Linked DNA regions of Triticum aestivum: region 2 is linked to region 1. Evidence: chromatin contacts called from public Hi-C data. All regions are on one chromosome and are shown on one strand. Each heading gives the region's core, a stretch centred on a gene start, on an enhancer-like site or on the middle of the called end of the contact. The rest is flanking DNA. Distances are from core to core; before and after follow the strand shown. Region 1 holds the start of LOC780567 (DNA-binding protein MNB1B). Region 2 holds the start of LOC123190056 (protein RKD5).

The links. Hi-C and Micro-C count contacts between places; a contact is called where the count stands out from the background.
Region 2: a Hi-C map of leaf shows a contact between it and region 1, with 7 times the contacts expected there. The contact joins the promoter of LOC123190056 here to the promoter of LOC780567 in region 1. A contact is called at or near these places in 3 of 5 Hi-C or Micro-C datasets (all in leaf).

The regions. Positions count from the first base shown.
Region 1 is chr2A:663,296,276-663,299,735 of IWGSC CS RefSeq v2.1, reverse strand. LOC780567 (DNA-binding protein MNB1B) reads left to right here and starts at 1,829. Exons shown (of 7, transcript XM_044602617.1): 1 at 1,829-2,065; 2 at 2,200-2,283; 3 at 2,362-2,419; 4 at 2,541-2,585; 5 at 3,100-3,162; 6 at 3,267-3,338; 7 at 3,432-3,460. The coding sequence starts at 2,037. The coding sequence ends at 3,446.
Region 2 is chr2A:663,531,774-663,535,479 of IWGSC CS RefSeq v2.1, reverse strand. It overlaps LOC123190056 (protein RKD5), which reads right to left and starts at 1,874. Exons shown (of 5, transcript XM_044602619.1): 1 at 1,729-1,874; 2 at 1,319-1,595; 3 at 990-1,189. The coding sequence starts at 1,807.

The DNA of each region.
Region 1 (3,460 bases), core at 580-3,079:
GAGCCACAGAGAGGCTAAGGGTAGGGAGAACGTGAAGTGTTATTTTGAACACTAGTGACAAAAGGGTTTAGTATGGTAACATAGATCCAATCCTTGAGGATTCATGAGATGTAGTCATTAAATGCCCAAAGCTCTAATCTGATTAGAATAATCTTAATTATCGAGGCAACCCCGCGCGACGAATAGGGCCTTCGGTTGGACAATTGATTCTTGATGCAGGACTCGAGCCGGTCAAGATGTTATTTGGACACATCCCTCACTTCGGTTCGTAACAAGCACATCTCGATAGGTGACTTCCAGTGCACAAATTAAGATCATATTTGGTCCCAACACAAATACATGGTTGTAAAGACCTCATACCAGTACCTATTTTTATTATAAGTGTTTCATCACAATTAGTTTGATTGATCTGGTCAAAAGCTAGAATTATTTCTTTCACAGAAGCTTGCTAGAGACCATCGCTTCAAGGGAACCTTCTTCTCGCGGGTTCAATAATCCAAGGTCACCTCTTTGGGGAAATATGTGCGGGGTACTTCTGTTCCGTTCCCGGATCACTAAGTATCACGTGCTACATGAGAAAATGTGTCATTTGCTAAGCTCCACATGTCGATAGTCAATCTCGTTGGCCAGACGTCACCAGGACAATACCCCAAATCCATGAAACTATGGGACCACCACCTCCTTCCTCAACATGTGGTCGTCCATGCACATCCCGATTATGATACCTTTTGGGCCACCTCCTCGGCATACCATTGCGCGTCCTCGAGTTACGACACAGCACAGCCGAGTTGCTCATAACCCAATTTGCATAGTATAACCATTTACAAACCCGTCAGTGTCAGGAGAATGAAGACCCGTAGTTTGAGATTATCTAGCATGCCATGTCAAAAGGCGGGCCCACACTATAAACAAAGATCTAATTATGGCTCTACTCCCTCCATTCGTAAATCTGCTCACCTCGTAAGTTGGCGGCGAGGCTAGGGTGCCCATATTTCCCGCCATAGTATGCAATTGGACACCGCCGCACCTGTTCGCCACTTGAGCTCCTCAACCCCTCTAGCATCAGAGCTCACGCCTGCCGTAAGACCCACCGACCGGCATTGCTGCTAACCATCGTCTCCCGCCACCCGCGACTGGTGTCGATGCCATGCCAACTCACTTTATCGCCATGTCCTAGTCGTCGTCGTTGATGGTCCGTCCCCACCTCCCCCAACGTTCCCTCTAAACTCCCTCCTCCACAAGCATCCCTAACCCTAACTTAGTCATATCCGGTTCATCACCGGTGCCTCCACTCCACCTCGCTCGCTTCCACCGCCAACATCGTGGCCGGCCGTGTCTCCGAGCTCGGTGGGCAAGGCCTACAATACATGGGAGGGTACCCACAGCCAGTCAATTTTTTATTAAAAAAACAGTTTTTTAAGGCAAGATAGCCAGCCAGCTCGGCCAGAGCGGCAAAATTTGCGCCGGGCTGCTCCTACTCGGGACAAAATCTTTTTTTGAAGATCAGTACGGATACAAGCGCTCATATATATGCGCATGCACTCACTCCTATGAACGCACACACCCACACCCTATGAGCATATCCGAGAGACTGAGCCGATATATCATCTTGAGATTTTAAGAAGTCACCGTAACGCCTCGTAGTCGACGAGAACCTCTTCTTTCATTGAACACGTATCACCGAAAATCATGAAATAGATTTAAGATAAATGCAAGCACGAGGACTTAAATCCTGATGGGCCGGAATACCATTGCCATCTACTATAACCATTATCGCTACTCGGAACGAAATCTTGGAACCCTTGCAACTGTGCAGAGCCGGTCCAGTTTCTCTCGGCCCAGTGCCCAGGTTTCCACCGATCGCAAACCGATGACCACCCCGCAACGCGGCCACTCCACGCCCACACGTCGCATTCTCCCCCTTTCGTTGTCCTTCCCCGTCCCATTCCCTCCGCTCCCCACTCCGCAGCAGTTCCGCACCGACGCCCTCGCCCTCACCCTCCCCAAAGCCCTAACCGCTCGCCCGCTCCGCCGCCATGAGGTCCAAGGCCAACGGAGACACCGCGTAAGTCACCCGCTCCCGCTCCCGCTCCCGCTCCCCCGCCTCCTCTTCCTGCGGGGTTAACGTTCATGGCTTTCGGTCGTACCGACTAACTTGGTCTCCTTTTCCGCTGATGATTCCGTGGTGCTGCGCTGCAGGTTCAAGGCCTCCGGCAAGAACAAGACGGCCACCGGCGGCGTCGCCAAGCCGAAGCGCGCCCCCACCCCCTTCTTCGCCTTCCTGTAAGCCCTCCCTCCCCGCCTCCTCCCCCAGATCTATTCGTCTCCGTACTCTAATAATTTTCGAAACTTCGGCCGCAGGGCTGAGTTCAGGCCACAGTACATGGAGAAGCACCCCGAGGCAAAGGGCGTCGCGGCCGTGAGTCTCCCACCCTCCTGCCATAGGGTTTTGCTTTTAGGGTTTTGCATCTAGGGTTTCGTTTCCATTGCCCATGGCTCATAAGTGTGTGCATGTGCTGCTTGTTTTTCTCTCCTTTTAGGTCACCAAGGCGGCTGGGGAGAAGTGGCGCAGCATGTCGGATGAGGTTTGTCTGGTTTTTGCGCTACTTATGCAATTTATATTGTGGAAAGTTGCTCCGGTGCCGTTATACTTGCCACAACTTGCCAAAATACTACTAGGTTGTCGTACCTGTTGCGTTAAACAACTAATTTGCAGTCCGTTGCCCCAAGATGATAACACAGCGAGTCTCCGTTACAATGCCAGTTTGTTAGAATATGGATGATGTTTATATGATTTTTGCGGTGCTTGTGTAATTAATAATGTTGGTGGATACCTGTCCAGTGCCGTTATATTTGATGCAACTTACCAAAATAACACCCGAGCTGTGCTCTGTTACCCTTAACTGATAATGCCGTCAGTCTCCGTTACAATGTTCTGGCGTTCTAAAATATTTCACGCAAGGTTAGCAAAAGGAAAACAGAAATATGTTACCCCTTATCTGCCACTGTCTTGCTGAGCTGTTTAATAACTTTAGCGTCTGTTTGGTGAAGGAAAGATGAATTATTTGATCCTAACTGGTTAATGCATGCCTTGTTTAGGAGAAGGCAAAGTATGGCGGCAAGAAGGCAGATGCCCCAGCAAGCAAGGCGGTGAACAAGAAGGTAGTGTTATCGCTGCCATGAATCTTGTGACGTAAAGCTTATGCTACTATGCATTCAAGTAATATCAGTTTTGGGGTAATAATGTTGTTTTCCATTTTTATCAGGAGAGCACTAGCTCCAAGAAGGCCAAGACTGACGCTGACGAAGAAGGTTCTGACGTTGAGGATGATGGCGAGGTATATAAATTTATGCATCGCTTTAGGTGGCATACATTGCAGTGCTGATGGAATTTACTTGTTGCTAACATATGTTTGGCTGTCTTATCACAGGAGGACGAGGAGTAAATAGTAGATGAGGG
Region 2 (3,706 bases), core at 625-3,124, 240 kb before region 1:
TCCTTCATGTGACTGTATTTGACATCCAAACATTCCAAATAAGCTAATTGTATTGAAACACATTTTGAGAAAACTTGATTGAAGTTTTTTATGATTCTGACACTACTATACTATTTCTTAGGTTATCAAAATTTATTACTCAAATCTTCTTTAGTTATTAAGGATTTCTTTAACTAAGAGAACACACATTTACCAAGCTCCCATTTTATCTGATTTTGTTGTACTATAAGCCAGCTCCAACTGGATGCTACCAATGAAGGGGACCCTTCACGTGGCTCGTATTGATCTTGTCATGAGTCATTCGTTTATTTCTATGATTTAGCTTGCAATATAGTGACCCTCTGCCTTCACTTCCTTCCTTTTGGAAATTTTATTGACATCTCCCAATTTATCTCGCTGTTCATTTACAAGCACCGGAAGCCCTTCTTACTCTAGTTCTCCGATCGATTTGCTGAGCTCTGCGATTGGATAATTTTATTCTCTTTGTTGGTTTACTTGTTCCATGATGATTTCCTATTCCAATTCAATCAGGACTCTTATTTTTGGGTGGTAACCAAAGCTGTTCAATCATGGCTTGTCAAGTTTCTATAAACCTCAGCCAATATTCTCTGATTGATAAATCTAAGGCGTTGCTCCACTATCGTTATATAAGAACATACTAATAGATAGATTAATCAGGAGATAGCCCAATGTATTGCTTTTTCAGGGAAGGGGTAGCTATCTAGTCCGCCCATTGTCATGCTAGGAGGATAGGATGCATGGGTCTTACACAAAGATCATATGCCATATTCCTAACTCTGCTCTACCAGTCTGACCCATTCACTAAATAGAGATCTTCCTCTCAATTTGGCATTGCCCAAACCCCTAAACCCCTGGTGGAACATCCACTTCACACTAACGGCAGCGTTAATTAAAAACTCTTGCACAAGTACCAGATTTTGGTTTACATTTGATAGATTTCGAAACCACAGTGGAAGAGACGCAGTCACCTTCACCAAATTGGGGTGGCTCATCGGTATCAGACCCCGCCTCTTGCTTAACAGAAACTCTGTCCTTTGCATCCGAAGTGGTCAATTTCTCATCTGAATCGCACTGAACGAGCCCTGGAACCTTTTCTTCAACTTTCTGAAACTGGAACACCTTTGTCAGGTCGTTGTACAGGGAAGGCACACACATGAGCCTCGGGTTCCTGAAAAGGAAAATAAACGAAGTTTTCAGCATTCAGTGGCAATGGCACTCGCACATTAGGTTGGGGGAAGAAGCGGAAACTTGTGGACATCGAGGAATCGGCGCCGCATTGAGCTGCGCGTGATCGTACCTGAAGGGGCAGAGCACGGGCGGCGGCACGGGCGGCGGGGCGACGGCGGCGACGAAATCGAATGCCAGGATGCAGCGCCAGGGCCCGGCAATCTGGCCCTCGCGGTAGACGGGGCGGCCGCGCCAATCCGCCGGGAGCAGGCGCAGCGCGTCGGCGGGGAGCGGGACCTCGCGGGCCAAGGTGGGGGTGAAGGCGAACTCCCGCTCCACCCACCTCTCCCAGCCGCAGCCCCCTCCCTTGCCGGCGACCCGGTAGCCGTGCGCGCTCCTCACGGCACCTGCATGGGCAGAGGAATGTCACACACACGGACACACTCACAAACGTCGCGCGCCGCCACAGCCCGCGAGGAGGCGGAGGAGAAGAGGTGGAAAATAAAACGATTGAGAGGGAGAGTGGGGGCGTGGGCCGACCGCGGTCAACGGTGCTGACGAAGACGGCGAGCGCGGAGAGGGTGGAGGCGGCGGCGGCAGCGGCGGCGGGGGCTTCCATGGGCCGGGAGGATCTGGGGGGCGAGCTCGGGGTCGGGGTCGGGGTCGGCTGGCTGGGGGCGGGGCGGGGCGGGGGCTGGGGGTTGGGGGTCTGGGAGAAGGGAAACTGAAGGGGTTTTGTTTCTTGTTGTTATTTCCAAACCTGGGCGGAACGGAGGGAGGGGAGGCGAGGGCCCCCCGGCGAAATGCGCTGATGCTACGGTTTTTGGATGCATTTTGCATGTTTTTCTTTTATTTATTTTAAGAAAAAAATGAAGAAGAAGTCAGTGTGGGTTTAAACCCTCCTCCCCAATGTGCTGTCACAGCCCATAAACCCTCCTGGCTATTTCCGGGCGCTGTGGTGTGGGTCCCGCTCAACAAGGAATAAACAAACAAAAAAAGAAGCCAGTTTGTGTTACTCCCTCCGCCGAAAAGACTTGTCATTAAGATAAATAAAAGGAGTTGTTTGCTACCGAAAAACTACATGTGTTTTTTGCCGTGTGAGTGAATGATGATTGATGAATGAGTGGGTGAAAAAATCCAGCTGCACGCTGTGGCCTCGGTGACGCCGGCCCTCGCAACGGCCTCTGGGCGCTTGGACTTTTTTGGCGGATGCTCGGCCGGTCTCACGCGGAAAGTAGGGTGGGTCTAGTGTGACCGTGTGGTCATGTCAGCTCAGCGGCAGCGGGTCATCGGGGGACGCGGGGGGAGAGAGACGACGGCATAAAGCGCACGCGACATGCAGGAGCAGGAGGGAAGCCGGGCGCGGGCGGGCGGGGGTCCGTCCGTCCGTTCGTCCGTTACAGATGGCTGCCGCACAAACACCCACCGGCGGGGTGTCCACGTTTGCCAAACAGCGCCAAGAGAGAGAAACCGAGACAGGGGAGCCTTTCACGAGAAGGGGAGGGGTACACACCGGAGGACGGCCGCTCCTTCGGTCAGGTGTGTTGTGGGACGGGACGAGCCCAAACCCTATTTCTGCCCCAACATTGCCAAAAGGAGCGGAGACCGTAGGTGCATATTACCAGCACTGTAGCGGCATTTTACCTTTTGGTTGCCTGATTTTACCCGGTTTTTATTTACATTTTCTCGTGTGTGATTTGTATTCAAGCGTGTTTTATTATGTTCGAGAGTCTATACCAGAGGTTATGGAATATACTTTTGTTTAATACATTTTTCCTCCGTTATCCGGTAAAATAGTGGAACCTGACCAAATATTGACCCTATAAAAAAAGGTGCTCCCTCCGTCCCATAATATAGTGTGCATTGGTTTTAATGCCAGTCAAAATTTATAAACTTTGATAATTTATCATGAAAATTATCTATATCTAGAATACCAAATACATACCATATGAAAATATACTTCGTGACGAATTCTAATGGCATTAGATTGACTTTAGCCTACAAAAATGTCTTATATTTTGAAACGGAGATAGTATCTTATATGTTGATGTTTTTTTTCTATAATCTTAAGCAATGTTTACATGGTTTGACTTGGAAAAATACCCTAAGAAAAACTATATTTTAAAGCGGAAGGACTATATTATTGCTTGAAATTATGTATAAGTGGTGCACCATAGTGACTTAGAGCATCTACAATCACGATTAGCTAATCCAAGCCTCTATATGCCTGCGGAAGCGTCCGGACGCACTCGCTGACAGTGATTGGACAGTCCTCATTCCCCATTGTCTACAACCGCAATCCCCCTACCGAATACCTAATTCCATACAATGCATGCAACAACGTAGATCAAGATCGAGCAACAAATATTGATGGCATGTTTCATCGGACATAGTTTGAGACAAAGACATTATTCACCAGAATCTACTACATACAAAATATCTATATAGATATCTAACGTGGCCGGAGAGGTGGAGATCACCATTTTGGGCCCTTGCCCTTGCGGCCGGCGGCGCGATG